Regions from separate parts of the Zea mays genome. Here region 2 is linked to region 1. Evidence: chromatin contacts called from public Hi-C data. All regions are on one chromosome and are shown on one strand. The core of a region is the stretch at or near the end of the contact, and the rest is flanking DNA. Distances in the headings are between cores, read along the strand shown.

Region 1 (4,840 bases), core at 1,144-3,643:
CTCCTACATTTTTAGATGTACCATACTATATTTAGCATCCTTCTCAATTTGAACAATATAAAATTAAATTCAGATTACCACGAAGATAAGCATAAGTAGCTCCGACCAATGGCTTCTTTGCTTTGGAAGATATGGCCTGTTTGGTTTGTGGCTAACTATGTCACACTTTGCCTAAGGTTAGTCGTTTGAATTGAAGAACTAATCTTAGACAGAAAAGTTAGGCAAAGTGTGATAAGTTAGACAGTGAACCAAACATGTCTATAATTTAAACGTCAAGTTGATGAATTGTAACACGCTCCCGCTCCCGAATAAAGTGACTGTTCACTCAACGGTGAAAGATAGAATTTGCTACCAGAGTACATCATAGATAAGAAGGTCGTGACTAAAATCCTAAGTTCCTGTAATAACACTCCAAGCAAATTAATTCAACAGTGATGCCAGCGGTCGGGGAAGGCCATATCTCTAACTTCTGCCAAGACACACTCAAGGTCAAAAGGATCCATAATTATAATCATCATTGTTAAACCATCATCATAAATGTATCTAAATATCTCTAATCAAAGGAGCTCCCAAGGTTGCTCATAACCGTGAGCACGACTGATATACTAATTTCTAACCCTCTGCAGATGTCGCACGCTTTACCCACGAGCCGTAATCCATTTTTTCCTCAGGTTGTACAGACCCCTAAACACTCCCAAGGTGAGTCAACAAGGTTTCACTACGTATCTTTTACAAAGGTTCCCTAGAGGTCATAGTCGTCCGTTAGGTTTCTCTAGTTTGATAAACACATTACCTCTCCCCGCAGGAGGGGTGACTAACAAAAGCAAAACAAACGAACCTCGGCACCCAACCTCAGCAGAGCAAGTATTGTGCCCGGACCCCATTGACGGCGCAACGACGAAACCGACTATACCTCAATTTCCTCTAACTAATCAGCTAAGGGTGTACCAAACCACCCTCATGGTTGTTCTACTTTCCCAGATGGTCATCCAATGAGCATGTCCTTACGGAGAGATACTCAGGAAATAGCCCGAGTCCCCTTTAGTGCCACAAGTTCATCATTATATCCAGAATAACATCATCGTATCATAAAGTATTCTTATCATGTTCATTGGTTAAGGTAAGGCACTAGCATGATATTAATCATAATAGCCAAATCTCAAAAGGGTAATCAAGGACAGAATAAACATAAAACTAGTCAATCATTAGGTCGATCATGGTATGCGGGAAAATGAATTATAAAGTAAGTAGGACATAATGGATCAGAGGACACTTGCCTTCACCAAGTTGCTGCTCATAGACTTTTCCTGTAACTCCCTCGAGAATCACGGAATGCTCGTTGTCTACGCAAATCAATCATTCATTCAACACACTTGGGGAATAACAATACACCAAATATATGCAACAGGGTAAACACATGTTCAACAGAAAGGTAAAGACTATAAGGTGTTTACTAAGTTTGGGGTAGGTCACTATGCCAAGTGGTTTATTATTCTCTCACCAAGTCTATCTTATTATAACACTTGTTCAAATATAGTTAGTTAAGGGGTGAGATTACTCATTAGGTAATGTTAGGTCTATAAACTTAAGTATTTGAACATTTATTAGAGGTTCCTACCTACATTTTATTTCTATTAAGGTTCCAATAGCATCAACTCTAAACTAGAGATAACTTATAAATTGGGATCTAAAAACAGTAAGTGAACATTATTTTAACAAGTAGACAAAAACATGGCGAGCATTTTGCAATTTAAAGCACCTAATTTGGAGTTCATATGACAAAGTTATGAATTTTAGAAGTTTTGGAATTTAAAACCCTATTTTAAACACATTTATGTGATTAAATAAAGACCTGAGGGCGTAACTGCAAGATTCCAGGGACCCGGGTAAAAGAACCAAGGACGGTGGGTTCTATTCTCAGAAATCAGGGGCTCTTTAGTGAAAAACGTGAGCAAAAGAGGTATCGGGCTCCCTCGACCGTTGGATCTCGGATCCACGACCGAGATTAGATCAGCAAGGCGGGTTTGCGCGCGCGGGGCGTTGGCGACTGACGGGTGGGACCGAGGGGCAGAAGTGCGTAGAGGCGTGGGCTCCGACCGTTGGATGGGGAATCGAGGGTCCTAGTTTAATGAGACGACGCAAATCGATAATCGAGGATCTAGGCCATTAGATCAGGGACGTGCGGTTGAGATCAGGTGCTCGGGGGTGGTTAATGGCTCGGTCAGCTTTGGGCGACGCTGCTCACCCCCACGGCGGAGAAGTCACCGGAGATGGGGCGGACCCGAGTTCTAGGGGGTCTGGAACTGTTCGAGAGGGCCAGTACCGTTGGGTTGACCTAGTGAACCTCACGGCAACGCTCCGGCCATGAGAAACAAACCGAAGATGGGTCAACGACAGGGAGGTGCTCTGGGCAGGTCGAGGAGTGCTCCGGCGAGCAATCCCCGCCACAGTGGACGGGTGCCTCGACATTTTTGGGGAATATGTGGAAACATAAGCATCGTGTTTCTGTAGCAGAGGTTCAAGTAGCCAACAAGCATCGGGTAATACCATCCAGAAACAATGGAGCACTACCATCTCCAATGAAGCATCCTCTTGCCTCCAGAATAAAAGGGAGGAGCCTTATGCGAGTAGAGCATCGGAGACGAAGAGGCATTGCCACCCTGAACTGCCTTGGATGGTAGCGTAGTAGGAGTATATGATTGGCCACGGCATTGCCAGCTTGTTAGTATAGTATTGCTCGAATGCAAATAAGAATGCTGGTATCCTTGCGTTGAACATGGATCTGTTGTTGCCGAGTAGCCCACCTCGGCTAGGCAAAACTCTGTCTGCACATGACTTGTTTTTGCCGATTGCAGCCAGGACTGGAAAAGCACCTTCTGTAGAGACTTGGGAAGCTCGATCATAAATCAAAGCAAGTCACCATCTATAAATCTTCACTTCAGTCAGACTGACAGTTCGTCATCCATCGACAAACAAAAAACTACCCTTCGATTTAAGAATTCTGAGTCGACTTTCAACCGTTTTTTACTAATTTCTCGCTAATCACTGGACTATCCTGTTTTTTACTAATTTCTCGCTAATCACCAGAAACGAGAAACCAGACGATTTTCATCGCTTTTCAGTTCACTAGCTAGTTTTCATTTTCAAAATTTAAAAAACAATCTTTGAATTTTCTGGCCAAGAAATGTCGTTTCTCGGTTTTTTTTGCTAAAAATTATTGTTTCAAATTTAGAAAAACGAAATTCATATTTGTCGGCCGAGATCCCGTGTGCTCTTTATGAAATTCGTTGTCTTTTTACCGAACAATGAACATTTTTTTAAAAAAACAAAAGTTGATATTTACCAAATTACTCAAGAAAGCATGTAATTTTTTATCATATTTTCCCTGGTTTCTATAGTTTTTTTCATTTTTTCCAAATTTTGAAAGGGATTAAAAAACCATTGGGAAACCGTTTCCCGGACCCCAATACCCGCGGTTCTAGGCTGTGCTAAGATTTGGGTCAATTCCCTAAAACTCTAAAAAAACACTATATATACTCAAAATAATAGTTTATTTTGTACATGATCCAAGTCAAACTAGCAGGAAGACAAGAAAACAGAAGTAAATGCAAAACATATCAAATACAAATGATAGTGCCGATTCTCAGTCCGAGCCATGAATTGATCAAGTGCTTTGATGAAAAGAATCTTGCAGGTTAGCGAGAAAGACATCGCTGCAACATCCAACACTGAAGCAAGAACAAATAGCAAGCACGTCACAGGTCAATGAAACAAATATCATCATAACCTAGGAGTTCGGTGGAAATATTAATATTCACATGCAGCTCTGTTTAATTTGAATAGAGATTGACAGAACCAAATGGAGACACCAAAAAACATAGATAGAACAAGAGAAGAGAAACATAGCAAACTTGGAGACGCCAGAAAACATAGATAGAACAAGAAAAGCAAAACATAGCAAACTAGTGAGATTGGAGGTTCTCAGCCTTGAGTTATGATTGAATTTAGGCGTCTTTCATGGAATAAAGATGTATCAGGTTAACGAGAAAGCCATCATTGCAACCCAAAAAATTGTAAAATAGGCATGCACAAACTGGGATGCAGGGCACAAAAGATTGTAACGCCCTCAACTTGTTATATCTTCAGACAAACAATGCTGCTCAGTTATGGTTTTTGAATGGATAGATGCTATCCTCATAGTATGTCTCAGGTTAACGAGAAGTCCATCATGGCAGCCACAAAAAGCAGTAAGCAAACTACAAACTGTAATGTGAACACATTCTTGCACTTGGGCAAAGTTAACATGATATTGATGTAACCAGCAAAATATTTGAAATGGAACTATTATTAAGGAATGGTTTGGATACAAGAGCTGATTAGAAGCTAGCTAAAAATTGGCCCTGGTGCATCCAAACAAGAGGGGCCAATAGATGAGCTATTTTTTTAGCCAAATTTCCAACTACTTAGCCATCTACCAAGCCAAACTGGGCTAAACTTTAGCCCAACTAGTACTATCCCTAGGCTATCTCAGCCAAACAGACCCTAAATTAACCAGTGTACAACATAGACAAGCACAAAAGAACGTTACTTGGAAACAGCAGCAGATACAAAAAAAGAGAGAACAACGCAGTAGCAGCAGCAGATTATGGAACTGGAGGCGCTCAGCAGCTTATTATTCAAATGAATATCATCATCATACTAGCAATGCATGCTTAACAAGAACTTGTTAATGGGGAAAAGAGGAGGAATGGATGGAAACACACAAACTCAGAGTGAGTGAGTGAGCGAGAGAGAGAGAGAGAGAGAGTTCTTGAAAATGCTAGCATAAGTTCTTGAAAAA
Region 2 (4,840 bases), core at 972-3,471, 140 kb before region 1:
ATAGAGGACAGAATCTTTTAGAGTGTTCTGTAAAGTATAGAGAATATTCTTTTAGGGGACGAAATTTAGGGGACGTTGCTGGAGACAGCCTTATAGATAACCTCTATCCTTCTATCATACTATAAAGAGAAGTGATAATAGTCTAATCCCTATTTAAATAGTCGATGTCATTAACTATAGGTATAAGTTACAAAGTTCGATGTTGCTGATTTTTTAGACATAGTCTAAACCAAAGCAAAACAAAAAAAACTTACCGAGAAAAAACATGACTAAGGACAAAAATGAACACACCAGCAAAACCGAGGACACAAGCTTAAAAAACCAATTAAAAAGGCATTCTAAATAAAAAACAAAGTGTTAAATAAAAAACAAAGTGTCTTAAATTCGAGAAAGATGAAATAACTAATATTTTGCAAGAGAGGAGTAAAAGTCTGTTTTGTTTGTAACAAAAAGAGTAGAGAAAAAAAGAAAAGAAAAGGCACTAGCACCGGACGGGTGAGCCCACACATAAATAGCGACCAACTGCTGCTAAAAATATAGTGTGACGAGGAGAGCGAAACTCGCATCGCGTCCCGTCCCATCCATTCCCTCACCGTCGCCACCGTTGGAGCGTCGCGCGGACGATACAGAGCATGAGAGGCGGAGGGAGCGGCCGCGGCCATGGGAACGACCAATACAGCCACAACCACCATCACAGCTCGTTGTGCTGCCTCTCTGCCGCGCCGCCGCTGGCTGGGGACGCCACCCCGACGCTGACTCCGGAGCCAGAGGCTGCCGCCGCCTCGATTGCCTCGACGGTGTCGACGGTTGTGGTGGAGGGCGTGCTGCACAAGTGGACCAACTACGGTCGCGGGTGGCGGGAGCGCTGGTTCTCGCTCCGCGACGGCGTCCTGTCCTACTCCAAGATTCGGGCCAACGCGGGGGCGAAGACGGGGGCGGGGGCGACGGACGGTGACGGGGAGGTTAGAGTGATTGGTTCTAGGGTGGAAGGAGCGCGCCGCACGGAGAAGCCTGCCGGCGTCGTATTCCTCAAGGTCCACTCGCTTGTCCCTTCCTCCCCACGTGCGGTTGGCGCGTGATCCCGGTCGGTCCTCTCTTGATTTTGTCCTCTCGTTTGCCTGTTGATAGTTTCGCCCCGGCATTCCTGACTGCACCTTCTGTGAATTCAATTCGAGGTTGATTTTGACCTTTTCACTGTGATTACGTTCTGTTGATTGCGAGATTTTCTTCTTCTCATATTGGAATTTCCCAGCGAATTTGGTTGCCTTGGAGATGCAGCCAGCGCCGCTGCTCGCTAGACCTAGAAGGCATTATTACCCCCACTGGATCAAAAGTGTTACAAAAGGTTGCAACAACAACAAAAAAAGAAAAAATAAATTCTATTTAATTAGCTCTGCCTCCGGGTTCTTTTTGTAAGGGGTGCAAGGTAGATTCTCGTGTCGAGTTCTGCTCATGATGATGGAATGGTAGGTGGGAGACATCGTCACATTGCTGGATCGAAATGACATGACCTCCCTTAGCTTTTCTTTTTTCCATTTGCTAGGATACTCGCATTCATTCCATCCTTCTCTTTGTTTGTGTTGCATCGCCCCTTTCCATTTTGTTGCTCAGATCCCCCCTCCCTCTAATCCATTCAATGGTGCTCACATTAGCATGCTTGATTAACTAAGCACTCAATTTGCTATCTAAATTTAGCAGAAGGAGCTTAGCTTGGAGTATACACGAACAAAAGGCTCCGCCTTCTTTTTCTGATGATGCTAGGAGTATATGATATATATATTTCCAAAAGGGTCGTACCTTTCTCTGTCACACCATCAAGTACATTTTGGCACGTAAAAGCCTAATCTTTTCGCAGATTTTGTCTGAATTCCAGGTCTTATTTTTATTTCTAAAAAGGATGGGGGCTCTGTTGCCAACTTGCCATTCTATTGATACAGATCGATTAGGACAAGCCAAGTTTATCAGTCAGTCGTTGTCTTGTTACTGTGCGCACTTTTTTAACCCAAACATGTTGTATGATAGGATTCATCCAAATGGATGCGCACATGACAGGTGCTATGTGATAAGTTTAATATCTTTAATGTGATTACAATATAGGATATGCTCTGGGGATGTTTTTGGAATTTGCATTATTCATTTGTACTGCTCCGGGCGTTGCTTTTCCACGATGCTTTTACTAGCTATTGAACTCCCAGTGTTGGTACAATCACTGGGTCTTTTCAAGGTCTTTGGGGGTCCCAAGAATTAAAGCATGTACAGTCCATCCAAGTGGCCGCATATAGAGATAGGGAATAAAATGGAGGACATATGGTCTGTCTCAGATTGAATCAGGGGGGTCTTGAGGATTTTCAGGAACTGAGTAGGTTGTTTGTATCAGGGGGATCTTGTGGATATTGAGGAACTGTGTAGGTTGTTTGGTTGAGGTAGATTGCAGATTGGATTTGTTTTGGTTTCTTGAGATCCTTGTTTGCCCCTTCATTTTTCTTTCGATTTTCATTTTGTCACCCCCAACCAAAGATTGAAGTTGAAGGGGTAGGTGTCCGATTTTTTTCTTTTCCTGGGGAATACCATTCCTTGTTCCTTAAATCAGCTTCCATATCCTCTTTGCGGTTTCTTAATAGAAGGTTTTGAGCTTTTCTATAAGATATTATGGATGCTGGTCTGTGACTGTGTATTTTTATGCTTTTCCTAGGTTTGAATGCCTGATGCATAATATTGCATAAGGCCAAGGGAAGTTCTACACATTTTTCATGCGCAAGGCTGCCTAGTTACAAACATATGGGAGCTGATAAGTTACTATGTTTCTAGGTGTCAGCATTTCGGGAAAGTAAGTCAGATGACAGGAGATTTTACATATTTTCCCCCACTAAGACGCTTCACTTGAAGACAAACTCAAAAGTTGACCGTGTTGCCTGGATTGAGGCTTTGATCCTGGCAAGGAGTGTTTATTCTCTTGGGTCACTTAGCGGGAGAGCAACTTTTGTGCAGAGTGATGTTTCAATTTCAACTGCAAGGCTTAGAGATCGAATGCATCAGGAGGGTTTGAATGAGAGTCTTATACAGGACTGTGAACAAATTGTGCTTTCCGAGTTCTCAAGCTACCGGAAGCAACTGAAGTGTCGTTACGAGGATTACTTAAGCTTGTTTGGGTCCTGCAGACATAATTTTGAGGTGAGAGGAGTTGCATACATTCTTTGTTTGTGTTCATGACTTTGCATAACAGTGTCAAGTAGTGGCGACTGGTTATTACTTTGCACAACAGTGATATAAGTAGCAGCAACTGACTTAGTGCCTGAAAGTAAAAAATGTGTCAATATATACTTGTGGCTTCGTAAATTCGTGCCAATCAGCATATCTCATGTTGAAATAGCTATATAAGTTTGCAAAGGTTACTCCTTGAATTGTTACTCTCCTCTTTTTCCTGCAGGAATTTTACATAGTGTATTACACACATATTTGTGCAGGAAGGTAAAGATGGAAGTATAACACAGGGGACATTGACACGAAATGACTTCTCTAGTTCTAGGCATGGAAATTTTAGCGGTACGATTTTAACACATACTGGGCTATTTCGAGCACTTGACCAGCTGCATGGTCTACTTATCTGTTTCTTTTGTCTTTCACTCCTTGCATGTTTGTGTTTCAAGTAGCCCCAAGTATTTTTAGACTTTACCACATCTGTTTCCTAAGAATTAACATCTTTCTAATGGTACAATTTTGTTCTTGCCTAGAATATAGCACAACAGAATCTGATGAGCATGAGTTTGAGAAACACGATGGAGGCGAATTGATTTGTGAAGATGAATCTGCATTCTTTGATTCTATAGATTACTTCACAGAGTCAGACAACAGGTCTTCAACCATGTTAAGTGGCAAGGAAGTAGTGGATTCCCAAACACATGATTCCAGTAATAATATACAAGCACAAATCAGACGACGGAGTAGGCTGCCTGACCCTATTGAGAAAGAGAAAGGGATCAGTCTCTGGTCCATTATTAAAGATAGCGTTGGAAAGGATTTGACACGAGTTTGTCTTCCAGTTTACTTCAATGAACCACTCTCATCCCTTCAGAAGTGCTTTGAGGATTTGGAGTATTCATACCTCTTGGATCAGGCATATCAACATGGAAAAGTGGTAAGATCACTTTTACATCTTTAACATTGCACATGTCCGAGGAATTTCATCTGCTTTCCATGAGTGCCATAGATTAATGAAATCATTTCCAATCCATTTTCTTATTCATCACGGCATCAGAGTTCAAATCAGCAAACTCAATCTTCAAATGTGGTTCTGATGCAAGCTAGACGTGTCGTATCTGCTGATCAGAATCAGATTACATATCAGTATCTTTTGTGAACCCATGATAGTTATGATGTATAGTATATCATATCACTATTGTTCAAGCAGTATACTCTGCTAGTAAGCATGGCAGTTTACTCATCCTTAGAAAATGAAAGGTGTTTTCAGAGTATTATAGTTGTATCTGTAAGTTTTGTTCAGGTATGATGTACAATATCATTTGTGAGCTAGGGAAATACTGCATTTCTGTGTATATAGCATGTTTCTAATAGCATGCATGTTGCTATCTTACAAGAACTTTTGCTCATTTATATATTTTTTATTTGATAGGGGGACAGCCTCATGAGAATCCTCAAAGTAGCTGCTTTTGCGGCCTCTGGCTATGCTTCATCTGTTGCAAGGCCTTGCAAACCATTCAATCCATTGCTAGGAGAGACCTATGAAGCTGATTACCCTGACAGAGGAATTCGTTTTTTTGCAGAAAAGGTTAGTTAAAGATTCTTTGTTCGTCTTATGCAAGAGATGGTGTTGCAGGGGCGG

What was found. A called contact is a pair of places that touch in the nucleus more often than the background predicts.
Region 2: a contact with region 1 is called in a Hi-C map of tassel, with 2.2 times the contacts expected there. The contact joins the promoter of LOC100383333 here to the enhancer-like site in region 1. A contact is called at or near these places in 3 of 25 Hi-C or Micro-C datasets (ear, leaf and tassel).

The regions. Positions count from the first base shown.
Region 1 is chr4:35,187,349-35,192,188 of Zm-B73-REFERENCE-NAM-5.0, reverse strand. LOC109946014 (a long non-coding RNA gene) reads right to left here. Exons shown (of 2, transcript XR_002269058.3): 2 at 4,655-4,840. Among protein-coding and RNA genes, the nearest start is that of LOC109946014, 6.1 kb to the right of the region's middle. Within about 2 kb of position 2,393, at least 13 of the 20 cell types and tissues checked have an H3K27ac peak or open chromatin away from gene starts, as enhancers often do. A contact at or near this core is called in ear and tassel, where this site is marked.
Region 2 is chr4:35,322,265-35,327,104 of Zm-B73-REFERENCE-NAM-5.0, reverse strand. It overlaps LOC100383333, which reads left to right and starts at 2,221. Exons shown (of 9, transcript NR_156720.1): 1 at 2,221-3,171; 2 at 3,465-3,543; 3 at 3,732-4,135; 4 at 4,631-4,786.